Regions from separate parts of the Pan troglodytes genome. Here region 1 is linked to region 2. The links are chromatin contacts, called in public Hi-C maps. All regions are on one chromosome and are shown on one strand. The core of a region is the stretch at or near the end of the contact, and the rest is flanking DNA. Distances in the headings are between cores, read along the strand shown. Region 1 overlaps LOC104006871 (a long non-coding RNA gene). Region 2 overlaps WDTC1 (WD and tetratricopeptide repeats 1).

Region 1 (5,878 bases), core at 2,003-4,502, 240 kb after region 2:
GCTGATCTCAAACTCCTGACCTCAGGTGATCCTCCCACCTCGGCCTCCCAAAGTGCTGGGATTACAGGCGTGAGCCAGCACGGCCGGCCGAGAGCTAAGGTTCTTAAATTAGTGAGTGGTTCTCAGAATCTCAGGAAGATCCTAGAAAAGGGAGGGGGGTGTCATGGGCTCTTGGACCTCCCTAATATCTCAGATCCTTTTTTTCTACACAGAACAAACCTCTTCCTTGAGTAGCTATCCTCCTAGTGAGTTTCTTGGCCCTCAGCTGTGTTAACTGCCCTAGGACCTGCCCCACCCCTACGCCATCATGGCTGGGAGTCCACCCCTACCCCGCCATTGCTGATTGGACCAGGGATGGGCACCTGACACGGCTGAGCCAATTAGATTCTGTCTGCCAGGAAATTGGAGCAGAGACAAGTCTCTGGTACCAAGTTTAGCTGTGCTCCACAGTGAGAGCCCATGAACCCCCGCTGTTAGCATCCACAGGACTGCCCTGGTCCCTGCCCTTCCTGGGCCTTGGCTCTTCAATTTCCCTTTGTACTGTGACGCACTCTGGCACCCTCCCACTGGATTCCACTTTTTTTTTTTTTGGAGGTGGAGTCTCGCTCTGTCGCCCAGGCTGGAGAGCAGTAGCGCAATGTTGGCTCACTGCAAGCTCCGCCTCCCGGGTTCAAGCACTTCTGCCTCAGCCTCCCAAGTAGCTGGGACTACAGGCGAGGCAGCTGGGACTACAGGCGCATGCCGCCACGCCCGGCTAATTTTTTGTATTTTAGTAGAGACGGGTTTTCGCCGTGTTGCTCAGGCTGGTCTTGAACTCTTGAGCTCAGGTAATACGCCCACTTCGGCCTCCCAAAGTGCTAGGATTACAGGCGTGAGCCACCGTGCCCGGCCTTGGATTCCACTTTTGGCTGAGTTGGCTTCTGTCACTGGCCTCCAGAAGAACCTTCACTGTAGCTGGCTGGTAGAGTGAGATGAGGATAGAGTTAGTGGGTTCAAGGTTGTCCCTGTGGTCTTAAACTGGGCTGTCCCTAAGAAATGGGCTCATCTAGTCAGTTTCCTGAGGAAACCATGAAATGCCAAAGGCTGAGGCTGTTGTTGGAACAGCTGTGGCAGTCGCTGGAGGACCCCTTTTTGCTATGGCCAGAACAGGCTGCTGAAACACAGAAAGTGCCAGTGAGTGAGGGGCAAAGCAGGAAGTGAGCCACTGGGAAGTTGGTGGGGCCTGCACGGGGCATCTTCCTCATCCTTCTTCAGACACAGAGCCCCTCATGGATAGAAGATGCTTAAACCCATTTATGCCTAGTGTTCCATTATTGGAACACTAAGCATGTGAGAGTTATTTATATCCTACTGCTCAAGGGCACTGCCAAGGTCTCATTGCAAAAATTCAAAAAATTGCAACCTCAGGCATACATGGGTTCTCTTAGATAGTTCTCGGAGGCATGGGAACCACTAAGTATAAAGTTTGAAGATTTACCTGAAGATTAACCCAAAGGCTGGTGAGGTAGCCAGCCTCCAAGATGGCCCCAGCAACCCCTACCTCCTGCTAGTTACAACCTTGTGTGGTCTTCTCTCACATTAAATAGGGTTGGCCTGGGTGACCAAGGGAGTACAGCAGGAGTGATAGCGTGTGATTTTCAAGGCTAGGCCATAAAAGAGATTGGTGGCTTCAACCCTGCCATGTTGGAACGCTTCCTCTTGGGGAGGGCAGCCACCATGTTGTGAGGATGTACAAGCAGCCCTGTGGAGAAGCCCATGCGTGAGGAACCAAGGCCGCCTGTCATCAATCAGCACCAACTTGCCAACTATGTGAGCTGCCTTGGGAGCAGATCCTCCAGCCCCAGTCAGGCCTTCAGGACTCAGTCATCCCAGCTGACATCTTTTTTTTTTTGAGATGGACTCTTGCTGTGTCACCCAGGCTGGAGTGTAATGGCGCGATCTTGGCTCACTGCAACCTCTGCCTCCTGGGTTCAAATAATTCTCCTGCCTCAGCCTCCCGAGTAGCTGGAATTACAGGTGCGTGCCACCATGCCTGGCTAATTTTTGTATTTTTAGTTGAGACGGTGTTTCACCATGTTGTCCAGGCTGGTCTCAAACTCCTGACCTCATATGATCTGCCCGCCTCGGCCTCCCAAAGTGCTGGGATTACAGGCGTGAGCCACCACGCCCAGTCCCAGCTGACATCTTGACCACAACTTCAAGAGAGACCCTGAGTCAGGGCCACCCAGCTAAGCTGCTCCTGGATTCCTGACCCTCAGAAGCTCAGTGAGAGGATAAATGTATACAAATGTATATTGGTTTTGGGGTTTTTGTTGTTGTTGTTGTTGTTGTTGTTGAGACGGCGTTTCACTCTTGTTGCCCAGGCTGGCGTACAAGGGCACAATCTCGGCTCACTGCAACCTCCGCCTCCCAGGTTCAAATGATTCTCCTGCCCCAGCCTCCCGAATAGCTGGAATTACAGGCATGCACCACCACACCCGGCTAATTTTTTGTATTTTTAGTAGAGACGGGGTTTCTCCATGTTGGTCAGGCTGATCTCAAACTCCTGACCTCAGGTGATCCGCCCGCCTTGGCCTCCCAAAGTGGTGGGATTACAGGCGTGAGCCATCATGCCTGGCCAAATGTATATTGTTTTAAGCTGCTAAATTTGGGGATGATTTGTGCCCTAGGAATAGATCTCTAAAATACCTGAGGATAAGAATGTGCTGGGCTTGGAATATCTCCAGAAATCACTCGTAAAGGCGGTAATGGAGTGAGGCTGTGTGGCCCAGATTTGCCTCAGTGGGACTTCAGGCACCAAAGGCAGCTGTGCAGAGCCCTCCACCTTCTCCTGTATCCTGTTTCCCTTTGGAAACGGAGGGAGGGAGCCCACGCCGTAGGACACGGCTGCTAACATTCCTGGCCCTCTCAGGTGCACCCTGCTTCATCAGCATGACAGCCAAATTAAATCCACAGTTCCTCTGATATTCAGAATACTAGTGTTGTAGGAGTTATTAAGAAATTATTTTAGGCAGATGGAGAGGAAAAGGAGTCCTTGGAAAGTTTTTGTTTTTTAAAGCATCTCCAGAAAAGCCTTTAATATGCAAATGCAGGTCATTAGAAACTGGGTCCACCCAACATGGCAATTCCTGCAGCCTTCTTGCTCTTGCCCCACATGTTCCTGGCAACATGGCTGCCCCCACATATCCCCACGTGTGTAAAACATCCTGGCACCCTGCATTTGCATATTAAAAGGCTAGGGTGGGAGGGCCAGCTTTTTTGCGGGCTAAGTGAATGACAGGCCTGGTCAAACCAATCCCCTGAGCCCTATGCAAATCAGACACCGCCTCCTCCAGCCTCTGTATATATACCCGGCTGGTTTGCACCCCACTTGGGGTTCCCTCTCTCGGCTTTGGAGCCCTCCTCTCTCTGTCTCTGTATGGGGGAGCTTCTTCTTTCTGCCTTCTCCCTTCTTGCCTATTAAACTTTCCACTCCTTAAAACAACTCTACATGTGTCTGTGTCGTTTTATCTAAACCAGCATGAGAACCAAGGACCCTGGTGTTCCTCCACTCATCAGAGCCATATCACCAGGATTTCTGAGTGCCCTTCCTATTGGTGGTAGAAGGTCCAACTTTTCTTCTCCTGAGGGAAGTCCAAGGATCCCAGAGTGTCTGAGAGTCTAAACGAGGCCATCCTGATCCGTTTTTCCCAGCAAAGGAAGAAACCAAAAAATCTCATCTAGACCTCTGAGGGGCTCAGCCTTCCCCAAACCAGAAATTCCAGCAGTTTCTCACAGTACATCTGAGGAAATGAAATACTGCCTTTACAAAACCCCCAGGGACCCATCCTGATGGAATAACTCTGGGATATTGTTGTGGTTGGACTGTTTGTCTCCACCAAAACTCATGTTGAAATACTTTTTTCTTTTATATATGTGTGTGTGTATATATATATACATATATGTGTGTATATATATACATATATGTGTGTATATATATACATATGTGTGTGTGTGTGTATATATATATATATATTTTTTTTTTTTTTTTTTTGAGATGGAGTCTCGCTCTGTCGCCCAGGCTGGAGTGCAGTGGCGCGATCTCGGCTCACTGCAAGCTCCACCTCCTGGGTTCACACCATTCTCCTACCTCAGCCTCCCGAGGAGCTGGGACTACAGGCGCCTGCCACCACGCCCGGCTAATTTTTTTTGTATATTTAGTAGAGACAGGGTTTCACCGTGTTAGCCAGGATGGTCTCGATCTCCTGACCTCGTGATCCGCCCGCCTCAGCCTCCCAGAGTGCTGGGATTACAGGTGTGAGCCACCGCGCCCAGCTCTTATATATATTTGAGACAGGACCTTGCTCTGTTGCATAGGCTGGAGTGCAGTGGCACAGTCATGGCTCACTGCAGCGTCAACCTCCCTGGGCTCAGGCAATCTTCCCACCTCAGCCCCTGGAGTAGCTAGGACTACACGTGCATACCACCATGCCTGGCTAATTTTTTTATATTTTGTCAAGATGGGGTTTCACCATGTTGCCCAGACTGGTCTGGAACTCCTGGGCTCAAGCAATCAGCCCACCTTGGCCTCTCAAAGTGCTGGGTTGCAGGCATGAGCCAGTGCACCCAGCCTATGCCGAAATGTAATCCCCAGTGTGGCCATATTGAGAGGTAGGACCTCTAAGAGGTGATTGGATCATGAAGGCTCTGCCCTCATGAATGGATTAATCTCATGGGTTAATGGATTAATGAGTTAATTGGTGATTATAGGAGTGGGACTGAGGACTTTATAAGAAGAGGAAGGGACACTGAGGGACACCACTCAACCCCCTCACCATGCGACGTCATGCCCTCCCACAGGAGTCTGCAGAGAGCTCCCACCAGCAAGAAGACTCCCACCAGATGTGGCCCCTCGACCTTGGACTTCCCAGCCTCCAGAACTTTAAAAATACATTCATTTCCTTTAGAAATTACCCAGTTTCAGCATTCTGTTGTAAGCAACAGAAAACAAACTAAGACAGATGTCTGAATCTGTCAGAGTAGAGAAGTCCAGGCCCCAGCACAAGCTGTCATCCTGGAAGCTATCAGACCACATGCTTCCCAGGAAAGGAAGGGAGATGCAAGGTCGTGCAAACTGCAGGAAGCCTGCAGGCCTGTCCGGGCCCTGGGGGTCTGGTGCTGCTTCTCCCCTACCTGCCTTCAAATTTACCCCACCATCCACTTCATTCCCAGCAGATCTCACTGCCTATAGGCCTCAGGTGGCCAGAGACCAGGGACCTTTCTGCTCAGGATCTGCTTCCCAAGGACTCCTACTCTTTTCTCTGATTCTCCTTTTAGGGAATCCCTGAGACGCAGGAGCACTGTGGTGACTTCTTTCCTGCTGCTGTCACAGTCATGGGGCAGAGGGCAGAGACCCTAACCTAGAAGAGGAAGGTTTTCTCCCTGATGCCCCACAATTGTGCACCCAGCATACAGGGAAGAGCCAAGGAGCCAGGGAAACACTGCCCAGCCAGCACCCAGTGGGACAGATGTGTGCCCTGGCCCCGGTGCAGACCTCACTACCATGATGGCCTGCACACCCTGCCTGCCCACCTCCTTCCCCTTGGCCTGCTGCCCCTACCCCAGGGCAGGGTCTCAGCTGAGGAGGGAGCTGTGGTCACCCCAGCACTCCTTGCATGCTGAGTTGGGATGGGACTGTGCTTGTAGTTATTCCCACTACATTCTGGAGAACTTTCCAGGCCCTTGGGAAGCGCATAGGAGGTGCTTCTTATGCTGCAGTCCTCCATGAATGTGAGTTTATGGGAAGGCCAGGGAAACAGTGAGGCCTGGGGACAGCTCTTCAGCCATCCTCTAGCCTGAGTAAAGCCGAGTATAGCAAAGAGATACAGCCTTCCCCGAC
Region 2 (5,258 bases), core at 1,623-4,122:
AGCTGATATTGAACTCCTGGGCTCAAGCTATTTTCCCACATCAGCCTCCCAAAGTGCTGGGATTATAAGCGTGAGCCACCGCGCTAGGCCACACAGCTATATTTTGTATCTAGTTAATGCTTCCTTTGGATCCTTTAGATCTTAGTTTAAATGTTTCTTCCTGAAGAACCCCAGAATGCCATCAAGCCCACCCCCTCCCAGCATGCACACCATTCAGGTCCCCATGGCACTTGTCATACTTTTTTGTTTCTCCTTTATCACTTGGTTCCTTCACTAGACTGTAAATGCCATAAACACAGAAATTCCACGTGACTTAGTCACAGCTCTATTCCCAGGACCCAGCACAGTGCCTGGCACATGGCAGGTGTCTGATAACTATTCATTAAACAAATTAATTTATCACGTGGTTGGTAAACTGCAAAGGAGAGAGGTGAAGATCCATGTCTGCCTCCTATGAGCTCACCGTTCACGTTTACAGACCACACTCCAATGGCCCAGTTCATTCTCCAGCACACTGAGGGGAGCTGGGCAGGGCTTCGTGCTCTTTGTGCAGGTAGGTAGAGAGGCTGTGCTTTCTTCAAGGCCACACAGTCACGTGGTGGAGCTGCATTTGGAACCGAGGCCCCACATTCCAAGCCTGAGGCATTTCTACTGCTCTGCGCTATTGTCTCTGCTGCACTTGTACACTCGGAACAAACACGATGACCAGCTTCTGCCTCTCAGATGCCCAAGTGGAACCACCAGGGCCCTGTCTAAGCAGGTGTGAATGCCTAGCGGGAGCCTGACTGAGCTCAGCTTCCTCCTATCCTGGGCACCAGGCACTCCCCCAGGTGCTTTAAACATGCCATTTAAACATGCTGATCCTCAATAGAAACGCTCAGTGGGAGGTGCTGGCATGCCTCCTTTTCAGACCAGGAAACACTCTGAGAGAGAGACCAAGTAACTGCCCCAAAGTTGCATGGTTTCTGAATCAACATCTGAACCCAGGCCTCTCCAATCCCAGAACCATGACCTCTCCAGAATGTCATGCAGCATCTCAAAGAGAAAGAGTAACAGCACCCCCTCCTCAGTGCCCACTCACCACCATCATTTTTAGAGAAGAGGGCAGCTGTGATGTCGCGGCCCAATGCATCACAAGCGCTGCTGTGGGCCTGCTCCGGAAATTTCCCTTTGAAGTCGTCCAGGCACTCCAGGGCTTCAGCCACATACTTGAGCTCAAAGAGGCAGCGGGCCAGGCGAAAGTGTGCCTTCAGGTGGCATGGGTTTAGGGAGATGGCCTTGAGGCAGTCCCTCAGGGCATCATAGTGGTCACCATCCCTGGGAAGGCAGGGAAGAGTGGCTTGGAGGTGGAGCCACGTGGCAAGCAAGGGGTCCCCATTCAGTCTCCTCTGCTTCCTGTGGCCACCCCAGCCCACCACTGACAGATCTCATGGCAAGGGGACTTGAGGACGAAGAGAATCCTGGCTCAGCCCAGGCCTCCCCCATCAGGAGACAGAGTATGGTTAAGGAGCAAGCCAGGAAACCCTGAGGTCTTGAGGGTGGCAAAAGCTGGTGTCAGGCTGCCCTCTGCTGGGCACAGAGTGCAACTGCACACTGGCTCACCCCAGGCACCCGCAGCTCTGCAGCAGAAGGCCTGGCATCTTGCCCACCACAGGCTCCCCAAGCCCTCCTTCTCTCTTCCCCCATCCACCTTCTCAAATCACCCCCGGCTGGCCTTCAAAGCCACATCCAAGGCAGGGGGCCCTCAAGGACAGTTCTGTGGTCTGGGGAAGCCAGAAGTGTCAGGCTGGGGACGTAGGGTCTGACCAGCAGGCAGCAAGCCCTCAGCCAGACCCCCCCCCGTCCTGGCTGACTGATCCACAGCAGCTGTGGCCTCTACCTCCTGGGGCTGGAGGATGGGGCCTGACAGTCTGGCAGAGTCAGCTCTCTGGAAGCTGATGGTAAGGGGGGTTGTGCACACCAGGAGCTCCAAATCGTCCCCACTCACTTCTCCAACCTCCTGAAGCATGGATGAAGGGAAGTGGGAGTGCTTTTGATGGGGAAGCGGGGAAAGAGGAAGTGAAAGGAGGTCAGAGAAGCCCCTCCTTTTCCCACCCTGTGCCAGAATATAGGAAGCATACTCCCCCAGCACCCACAGACCTGTCCTTGCCTCTTGTCTGGAGAGCCAGACAGGCCACAGGAACTGCTTCTTCAGAAGCCATTTTTTTTTTTTTTCAGCTGGGCTGGAGTAGGCCTAGGACCCAACTGTGCCAAGCAGCAGTAAGAGGCACCCCTTAGAGTTAATGGCCCCTTCTCCAAGGGCACAGCTCACAACAATCCGGCATGGCTAAGGCAGGCCTGACATGGGAAGGTTCTTCCTGAGCCTCCTTCTGCAGCACTAAGAGGGAGCACCCAGTCCTCGGAGCAGCCACGCTCAGACCAGGAACCAGCAGCTCAGCCCATGTGGGGGCAGGCAGGAAACAGAGCTGCTTCAATGGTGTGGCCTGCGTCAGGATGAGTGGCTGTGACGAAGGAGCAGGCACTGTTTGGAAACCCAATTACTGCCTGCAAGGTGCCCCTCTGAGCTCCTGGGGAGAGCCAGACCAGAGACCAGCCAGGAGCCAGAGGGTGACAGCTCCCACTGCATCCAGGAGCAGATGGCAGCCCTGGGGAGACTGGCCCAGGACAGAATGTGACATTCTAGGGGTCACTGGCAGGCATGTGGGGATGGGGGTAGAGAGCAGGCTGGCCCCAGGGCTCACCCTTCCTAGACTCACTGCCAGATCAATCTCCCTGAAAGGACAGCCCTCGGCACATCCCTCTCCTGCTCAGAACTCTCCAGTAGCTGCCCATCATGCACTGAATCGAGGCCAACGTCACCGCTCTGCATTCCAAGCTCTCCCTAGGCCGGCCCCAGGCTACCTCACAGACTCATCTCCTGCCAGTCCCTTTCCGAACCCTCTGCTCCAGCCAAATGGATTTGCTGTTCTGCAAACAAGCTCTTCAGTCAGTCCCCCACCCCCACGCCTTTGTTCACACCATTTCATCTCCCTGGAATGTCCTTCCCCCACAGGCCCCTCCTCTCCTTCATCTCCTGTCTAAGCCTGCCTACACTTAAAGCCCATTCAGACGCCATGTCTTTCTGATGCTTCCCTGCTCCCCAGCTAAAGCGACCCAACTTTTCTTGATGCCCACAGCCCTTTACCTGACCATTCACAAGACTCACTGCTTCCTATCTCTTTAATGCTGAACTATGTCCACCACTTTACCCACTGTCTGGAGAGGCTCCTCTGGAGCACAGGAACTCAGAGTGATAGAACTTTGTGTTCCTAGTACCTAGCACATAGTAGGAGCTCAGAGAACATGCTGAGGGCACATATGGATTAGGAAATCACCAACCTCTCTTAGCAAGAATGCAGGAGTGAAGCTGAGCTCTTAGCCTACAGCCTGGATGAGGACCACTGAGTTCTACCCAACTGTTTGTTGGACAGAGAGGTGAATCAACTCACGATTCACCCAAAACAGTCATCTCCTGGGTTTGGCTACCACCTGAGCCCTTGGCCAACTCCTGATGCCTTAGCTAAGGCCGGGGGACAGCATCTTCCCCACCCCCACCTAGCATTACCATCCTGCTGACTTGGGTGGGTTTCTTAAGTTTCCCTCTCTGGCCTGCCGAGTTGCAGCCAGACGATGGCACACCAGCTGGCCTGTCTGTCTGGGCAGAGCCGACGGATGCCAGACGGAGCAGAAATGGCTGTGGGCCCAGCTCTATCCATCTCTAGTCCTGGCCCTGGCTGGGGGATGGGGGGGCGGGGTCTGCATGTCTGCTTGCCTGCTGGTGCTGCAGGCAGTAGGGCTGGGGGCCCTGATGGTCTCCAAAGATGAGGAGTTCTTTCAGATATGGTCTACTTCTTTATTACCAGCCACCATACCCTAGCGTGACCCATAGCCAGCTTTGGATCTCTGGGATATGGTTTGTACTCAGTCCAAAGGGTCTAAGAACACAGAAAGCAAGCCTTAGAGGGGCAAGGGACTGCAGAATATTTTAGACACATACCAACTGAATTCACCAAACCCCTCATTTCCACTTAGCAAGATTCCACTGCTCTTCAAAGTCCAATTCTCCAACAGTTGGGACTAACAGTCCTCAACTCATACTTCCCCAGGGGCCACAGCACTTTATAATAATATGCCATGTAGAAACTAGTTTTGAACATGTTCCACGTAACTGTGAGCTTCCTTAGTGCTTGAGACTTCCTGATTAATGGGTCAGATGCCTGCCCACCATTAGCCTGGAGGTGGGAAGGAGAGGCCAAGAAGCCCTAAGAGGCAGCAATATGTTCTTGCCACTTTCCCTGGATGCCTTGGCAACTTGGCTCCATCAGGCCCCTGCCTTTTGGTCCAGCTGCTTTCTCCCTCATCCTGACCCAGATCCCCTCTGCAGTGGCCACTCACCACTTGCGCTTCATGTAGGCTGCTGCTCGGTTTCCATAAAGCATGGCATTGTGAGGGGCCCTCTGCACAGCCTTGCTGTAAAGCTGAATGGCTTGGGTCCACTGCTGGCAGGCAAAAGCCTCATTGGCTTGCTGTTTCACACGCTCCAGGTATGGTGGTAGCTCTACTTGGGGGCTGCAGGGGAAATAGAGCCAAGTCAGAACAGTCAAAGAAGGTCAGAGCAGCCCCTCAGGGAGTCTGTAACATGGCCTGAGGGCCACCCAGATTTTCTTGGCCCCTGGGATCTGACTGCTATCCGGAAGAGGGGACCACTACCCTGGTCTGAGATATTACCTATTACTGTGATAGGGAATACCATTTGGAATTCCATTCCAAATACCATTCCAAATACTCTCAGCCAGTGAAAAGAAGAAGGGCAGAAATGAAGCTGTACTTCAACTCCTGGGCATGGTAGTAGCTGATACCACCTGCCTCCATGCTGAGCTGAATCTTATGACCACCCGAGTCCCTCCTGTGGATCGCTGTCTAGAGAACTCTTTCTCTCAAGGCTAGGGAATTTGAGCGCCTCTGTATCCAAAGCCCAGCACAGAGGCTGGCAGAGAAAAGAGGCAAGGATATGCTATAGGATGGGGAATAATATAATGCGGAGGCCCATTTGTATGCAGCCCCTTTTTGGAGACAGCTCAGTGCTAAGAGGCAGCTAGCTCCTGAGTCCTGACCCCAGTTACTGGTACCAACAGGCTAGAGCTACAGTCTGACCATGACTAGTGTTCTGCCAGGCAGAGGGGCACTGGAAACACTAGGCACCCTCCAAGAAGGCTCTT

The links. Hi-C and Micro-C count contacts between places; a contact is called where the count stands out from the background.
Region 1: a Hi-C map of induced pluripotent stem cells shows a contact between it and region 2, with 2.8 times the contacts expected there. The contact joins two enhancer-like sites. A contact is called at or near these places in 3 of 7 Hi-C or Micro-C datasets (induced pluripotent stem cells and stem cell-derived neural progenitor cells).

What each region holds. Positions count from the first base shown.
Region 1 is chr1:203,928,884-203,934,761 of NHGRI_mPanTro3-v2.0_pri, forward strand. LOC104006871 (a long non-coding RNA gene) reads right to left here. Exons shown (of 3, transcript XR_008538500.2): 3 at 1-958. Among named protein-coding and RNA genes, the nearest start is that of TENT5B, 38 kb to the right of the region's middle. Within about 2 kb of position 3,253, at least 2 of the 24 cell types and tissues checked have an H3K27ac peak or open chromatin away from gene starts, as enhancers often do. A contact at or near this core is called in induced pluripotent stem cells and stem cell-derived neural progenitor cells, where this site is marked.
Region 2 is chr1:203,689,134-203,694,391 of NHGRI_mPanTro3-v2.0_pri, forward strand. It overlaps WDTC1 (WD and tetratricopeptide repeats 1), which reads right to left. Exons shown (of 16, transcript XM_024357242.3): 12 at 4,435-4,608; 13 at 1,082-1,317. Among named protein-coding and RNA genes, the nearest start is that of TMEM222, 22 kb to the left of the region's middle. Within about 2 kb of position 2,873, at least 15 of the 24 cell types and tissues checked have an H3K27ac peak or open chromatin away from gene starts, as enhancers often do. A contact at or near this core is called in induced pluripotent stem cells and stem cell-derived neural progenitor cells, where this site is marked.